2 separate regions of the Mus musculus genome follow, and region 2 is linked to region 1. The links are chromatin contacts, called in public HiChIP or PLAC-seq maps. All regions are on one chromosome and are shown on one strand. Each heading gives the region's core, a stretch centred on a gene start, on an enhancer-like site or on the middle of the called end of the contact. The rest is flanking DNA. Distances are from core to core; before and after follow the strand shown. Region 1 has its middle 41 kb from the start of Commd8. Region 2 overlaps Tec (tec protein tyrosine kinase).

The links. HiChIP or PLAC-seq counts read pairs in DNA pulled down with a chosen protein or histone mark.
Region 2: an H3K4me3 HiChIP or PLAC-seq map of bone marrow-derived macrophages shows a contact between it and region 1, with 6 times the contacts expected there. The contact joins two enhancer-like sites. A contact is called at or near these places in 1 of 39 promoter capture datasets (the C10 cell line) and 5 of 115 datasets of contacts at active chromatin or transcription factors (bone marrow-derived macrophages, embryonic stem cells and large pre-B cells).

The regions. Positions count from the first base shown.
Region 1 is chr5:72,206,975-72,210,442 of GRCm38.p6, forward strand. It overlaps the pseudogene Atp10d. Among named protein-coding and RNA genes, the nearest start is that of Commd8, 41 kb to the left of the region's middle. Within about 2 kb of position 1,752, at least 11 of the 459 cell types and tissues checked have an H3K27ac peak or open chromatin away from gene starts, as enhancers often do. A contact at or near this core is called in bone marrow-derived macrophages, where this site is marked.
Region 2 is chr5:72,860,171-72,863,320 of GRCm38.p6, forward strand. The region is part of intron 1 of Tec (tec protein tyrosine kinase); the gene reads right to left. Among named protein-coding and RNA genes, the nearest start is that of Tec, 6.7 kb to the right of the region's middle. Within about 2 kb of position 1,816, at least 35 of the 459 cell types and tissues checked have an H3K27ac peak or open chromatin away from gene starts, as enhancers often do. A contact at or near this core is called in bone marrow-derived macrophages, where this site is marked.

The sequences.
Region 1 (3,468 bases), core at 502-3,001:
CATTTGGTGTTATACATTGTTATGATATCTTATGTTTTAAGTGCATATAATCTTTTAGAGCCTTAAGAATTCCTTTTCAGCTACAGAAGAAACTCATCTTCTTTATTTACTTTTTTTCTCTCATCATTTCTCAAATTATTTTCCTTTGCTCTAAATATTGTCTTGTTTACTCATACAAAAATACTATTTCTGGCATATTAGGAAAATATTGTGACTAGTTATTTTAAGAATAATATACACAGAGGTGAAAACTATTAGCTGCATAAAAAGAACATTGGATAATATTCTGTAAGGAAGTCATAACTTAAGAGTAAAGCTTTTTACAGTAGGCTTGAATTACCACATTATGGTGGTCCCTCAGCCTGGGCAATGGAATAGGTCGAACTTGTTAGCAATACCATTTCTTAGCCCTTATTGTACACCTCCTGAGTTGGGAACAGGACAGCCTGGGCCTGGCAGAGAGAAAGACTGAGCCTGTGTTTGCTAAGCTCCATGTGAGATTCTGTTTGGGGGTGATTCTGGGAACCAAGCTTAGGGAAGATACTCAGGTGAGCAGGCCAGTTTATTCCCTGGGCTTTGACAGGCAGGCCTGACCTCTCAAAGGACTCTAAGAAAATTCCACCCCTTTTACAGTGTCACTCCTACTGTGTAGGGAGCGGGGGATCCTTGACTGAATGTAGACTATCCACATGGGGCATGAGCATGTCGGTATGAGCATGTCAAGAACCAACGCCTCAGATTCATGGGGATGGCAAAGCATTTCCCATACTGGTCAGGCTTGAGATTGGCAAAGCCTTCCCCGGGTCCAGAGTGGGAATGTTGATAGTGTGTGTAAGTATGTGAGTGTTTAAAAACTCAGAGTGTGCAAAAACTAGCAACTGTAGCTTCTTCTCCCTTTCGGATGTTAACAGCCTGAGGCTGCTGGCCTACAGAGAACTACTGAGACTAGCTAACTCTTCCCACTGGGCTATATATAATAAACCTGCAGAGGTTCCAGGTGGCTGTGTCATTGCTACCACATGGACGCTTGGCCCCAAGCTTTTCTATGCGTGTGTTTATGCTTCCTTCATTCCCTTCCTGCCCCTAGTCAGGCCAAGGTGCCAAGTCCTGCAGGTTACAGTACTAATAATACCTTTGTGTTTCCATCCAGCTGATTGAAAACACAACTCATCTACACACACGCACAGATACACACACACATACCATCCCTCCCCCAACCCCTGCCGAGTTTGTAAAGCAACCAAAGTCCAGTGTCTAATACTTAAAGATTGTGTGGCCTAGGCTTATACCTTTTGTTTCCTGACAGCAGATTCCTGTTACACACAGAAGTAAGCTTAATGGTGTTGTGTTTGCTGATAGGAAATTCCTGTTGGGTAGAACTTAGCATGTACCCTTCTTCAATATTAATCTGACATGGTGCTAAAGATTAACACGGACACTACCGAGGGATCCAGGTGTGAAGGTCAGCTTTTACCACAGAGGCGGCTACTTATCATATACTTTTTGAGATTTTTCTTAAAAAGGAAAAAGCAAACAAAAACTTAGCCCAGCAGAGGTGAAATATGCCTTTAATTCCAGCACTCAGCGGGTAGAGGCAGACAGATCTCTGAGTTTCAGGACAGCCAGGGCTACACAGAGAAATCCTGTCTCAAAAAACCCCCAAACCCTCAAAAACAACAATAGGAACCCCAAGTCCTCAAAACTTAAAGTATTGCATGTATGCCCTCCAATTTAAATGTAGAAGCATTCTTAACTTCTGCTTATTTAGTGCACCATCATAAGTAGGTTTCAAAATTACAGGATGTAATCTGTTTATGGTTAGAGTCAATTTTATTCTTTAAAGATGAAAATGGAGGAAGATTTACTTAAAAATAAATCTTCATGAGAAAGATGGACTTAAAAATAAAACTCAATTATAATACCTCAAAGTTAACCAGCATTAAGATTCTCAACATATTTTGTAATACATTTTATATAGTGTATCTACTTTTGTGTGGTTTTTTTTTTTCAGGCTCGTTTCCAAAATACATTTCAAAATATATAAAGCCCCAGTGAATAATTCATGATGTAGACTTTTAGAAGAGGACAGTTTGAAACGAGACTCCTGTAATGACAACAGAATATTTCAGGGTGATACTGAAACACTGCAGTCCCACCAATGAGCCCAGACTGGAAATAGGCTCACATCTAAATAAACCTGGTTTTGTAGTGTAATAGTCACATGAAATTTTCGCAGTCACAGTAAGTCGCATTAAGATTGACTTAAATACTTTGCTGTCAGATTCATAATTAAAGACATACCGGAGATTATTAAAAGTTCACCTAGGTACATGGGAGCTGACGGAGTAACCGGATGTGAGCAGCTACTCACTTGCTTTTGTAACATCGAGTCAAGTCAGTCTCTGAATCTCATTCTTCTTGACTTTAAAATGAAATCTTTTGTTGGATATTTAATGTTATTTTCACCTTTACGTATGGAGTTTTTGAGTTTCTGAGCCTTGCCATCTTGAAAAATAAGATTTATTTTTATTTGTGTTGTGTGTGTGTGTGTGTGTGTGTGCCTGTCTGCATGAGTTTATGTACGTCATGTGCTCGCAGGCTCCTGTGGAGGATAGAGAAGGGTGTTGGAGCCCTGGAACTGGAGTTACAAGGGTTTTGAGTGACAGCACTGGAAATCAAACCCAGTCCTCTGCAAAAGCAGTCGGTGCTCTTAACCACTGAGTCATCTCTCCAGCCTCAAGCCCTGCTGCCTTTCAATTGCTTTCCTTGAATGGCACACACGCTAGTCTTTAGCAAGTAAGAAGTATTCCTACTGTTTATTGGTCTATTGTACACGAATAACTTACATACATTCTTATGAATGTCTAATAACAACCCGACAGGGTAGGTGTGACTATTGTCATGTATCTTTTATGGAGAAACTGAGGCTACTAAGAAATCTTGCTGGGGCTGAGTGAGGGAGTATGAATTGGAACGGTTCATCATTTGAAACTGAGGTTTTAAAAAGAAGTCCGTTCTGTGCATCTTGCTGCCCCTCCCTCTTTTTAACAGAAGGATAGCTTGCTTTGATCCTGGGTTTCGAAGCAGATTCTTGATTTGGAAGCGGAGTATTTATTTCTCTTTTGTGTGAGGGATCATTTTGTGTACTGTGGGATATTTAACAGCTTCCCTTGCTGGTGGCTTCCATAACAAAAAGTGTCTCCAGGTAATTGCCTAACCTGGCCCTATTTACACCATCGGTCGTCTAAAGCTGAATGGAACTGCCTTCTCGGGCAAAGGTGGCATGACTTTAGGACAGCTTAAGGATCAAGATGCAATCGACCATATAGATCTCTGCAAAGGATCTGCTCATCCATTCAGTCCTTGTCCTAACTGATCAGCCCTCGTTCTCGGAATGTTTGTTTTGTTTGAAGAGGATTATTGCCAAGATGCATAGTAGAACTCCTAGAGCCTGACTGGCAGTGGTTC
Region 2 (3,150 bases), core at 566-3,065, 650 kb after region 1:
TAAAATGTCTCCCAAACTCCCACGGGTTCCATATAATATCTGTATATAGAACAGTTCCAAAAATCACTTTGAATGTGAAACTTTTTTCCCCCTGAATGCCTTAATTTTCTTTAAGGAAACTAACAAGGAGCTCCAGTGGCTCAGAGCATTCCCTGCTCTGTCAGAGGACCTGGGTTCAGCTCCCAGGATCCATAGCAGGTGGGTCAGAACTGTCTCTAAGTCCAGTTCTGGAGATGTGATGCAGTCCAGTCTCTGTGGGCACCTACGTGCACATGGTGTGCATAAACTCACATAGGCACATGAACATAAAAATAATAAGCCTTTTTTTAAAAGAGAAAAAAATAATATACTTTTCAAGCATGAACTTTTTTTTTAATGAAGGAGAAGTAATGAAGCTAAAAAGTAGTAGCAGAATCCCCCAAATGGTGCATTTGATTAAAGCATACATGAGCTACGCAAGCACACATGTACACACTGGAGTGGGGAGGGAGAATTTTATAGTTTATTTGTCCTAACAAGTCTGAGAAAAATCCCGTAGACATTATGTTAAATTTACCCTCTGATCCTCAGCAAGGCTCACTTTTCCTGTCTATAAAATGGGCACAATATAGGTGTTCTTTGCCAAACAGAGAAGAAGCCACCTCATCGCTCGTGAATGTGTATAAAACACTCTCAGAACAGCTCAAAGTTTTCTTTACAAGCATTCGGCTGTGTACCTTTCTGAAGTGGGTTATTAATTACGTGTCGTTATGCTTTGTTTAATAGATGGAAAGGCTGAAGCATGAGGACATAATTCCAGTTAATAGTTGACTGAGAAACACAGTCGAGGCTTTAAACATGGGAACAAGATAGCAGGACAGATGTCTGGGGAAGAAAGATCTAAGCAAGAATTCCCTCCACCCTAGCGCCTTATGGCAAACGGCTGCCCCTGGCGGCCTGTGTCGGCCTGCATGCACTACTGAGCAGGGCTTACTTGCCCGGGAGAGGAATAGGGGAATGAGTGAGAAGCTTTTAGTTTGCCACAGGAAGACTGAGAAAGGATAGAGGAGGGCAAAGAGTGATACAAAGTTACCATCAAAACCTCTCCACCCTTTGTTAAGGACCCTTGGAGACTTACCAAAAGTCTAAACAAAATGTATGACCCAGGCCCGAGACACACACACACACACACACACACACACACTCTCTCTCTCTCTCTCTCTCTCTCTCTCTCTCTCTGTCACTATGTAACCCTGTGTACTGTGTAACCCTGGTTATCCTAGAACTCATTATGTAGACCAGGCTGACCCCCAACCCACGGAGGAGATCCTCTTAACTCTGCCTCCCAAGTGCTGGGATTAAAGGTGTGCACCACCACACACACAAGTCTGCCAGCTTCTTCTGACCTGACCTGCAACCCAACAACTGCCTACATGGCCTCAAGCCATCTGGCTAAACCCACTCTACACAGGTGAGGCTGTCGTCCATCCCAGAGGACCAAAAGGAGGAACAGGGCAGACAGACGTGAGAATAAACAGCTAGCAAGCTTTTCTTCCTGGCTATGCTTATGTTCCTCCAGTGGCCATTGATAGAAATTAGAAGCACTTTACTCCCCGGGTGATGCTATGAAAAATAGTCCCCAAAGGGGAACAGAAAGCATAGGACCTATAGAAATCACTTCTGTGTAGAAAAGATAAAAAATAAAAGGTTCAGTCCATTTTTGGTCCAGCCCATGTGGAAATGTCACGGGTTGTGCCTGAAATCTAATACTGGAGACCACATGAGGAAGCAGAGGCTCTCTAAGGAAAGAGTACCAGACTCCTGCTTAAAAGTCTGTGACGGGTAAAGGGGAAGAGGTAAAGCTGCTGACCACTGAGATGAGTTAGAAGGGAGTGGGATATCTAACAGGAGCCTGCAGGATTTGCATCGTACACAATGAATGGGGATTTAAAGCCTGTGACTTTGACACTCAGTAGCTAAGCATGTCAAAAGCGTTTAACCTTGGAAGTGAAGGATCTAGTTACACGAGAATATATATATATATATGGTGCTGTAATCAAAGGTCTGCCTCCTTCACCATAGACCATCTAACCACGTGTACTTCCTTCCCTATCAAGTTGTTGGCTTTACCACAGAAGCCAAGGCAATGACTCTACACTAAGGAAAAGTATAGATGGGAAATAGAAACAACAGCAGCACATTTCCATGAAGAATATTTCTAACTAATATGGGAAACAATACGCCGGGAAGAACACAAATATTCTATGCTTCCGTCTATACAGCCAACCTGAAACTGAAGTCAGGGATACAGGGAATTTCCACAACTGGACAGAGCATGGTTAATTGTAACAAAATCTTTCTTAACTGCAAAGTGTCTACAATTATCTGGGGAAAGTCACCGGAGTGTTTTTAATATTGTGCTTTCTCTAGAAGAGTGTATATGAGACAGCTGAGAAGGCAAAACCAGTTCCTGTGAAATACATAAGCTTGTGGAGAAAACGATTACGTGTGCAAATGGAGCTTCAACAGCTTCAGTCTTTTAACATAAACATGAGAGTCGGATGTATATGAGGCTGACCTCAGCTACACTGGGTGAGTTCTAGGCCAGTGCATGCTTAGGAAAGCCATGGCTTTGGGGGGGGGGGGGGAGAACGGTGTGATGATGCAAATCTTTAATCCAAGCACTTGGGAGACAGAGGCAGAAGGAGCTCTATGAGTTCAAGGCCAGCCTACTCTAAATAGTGAGTTCCAAGATACCCAGGGCTACAAAGAGAAACCCTTTCTCAAAACAAAGCAGAAAATAGATGACAGGTTGATGGATAGACAGATGGACAGACAGGTAGATGACACATACACACACTTTCCTTTTGGAAAAAAAGGCCCAGTAGGCATGGTGGTACGTAGTTTCAACACTCCTAAGTCTAAAACAAAAGAATCATAAGTTGAAGACCAACCTGGACTACGTAGTCATGATGACTTTGCAGTCATGATGACAAAATATAATAATAATAATAATAATAATAATAATAATAGACCAATAGGCTTCTCCCAGATAAGCATGCATTCATATAGGCACCCACTGGGGAACAGCAACGTGGCTCTTTGCTGATATGATCTTTTCTCTCAGTCACCACAGTCCCACGAGCTCTGGCTGTTTTGCAGCCATGCCCA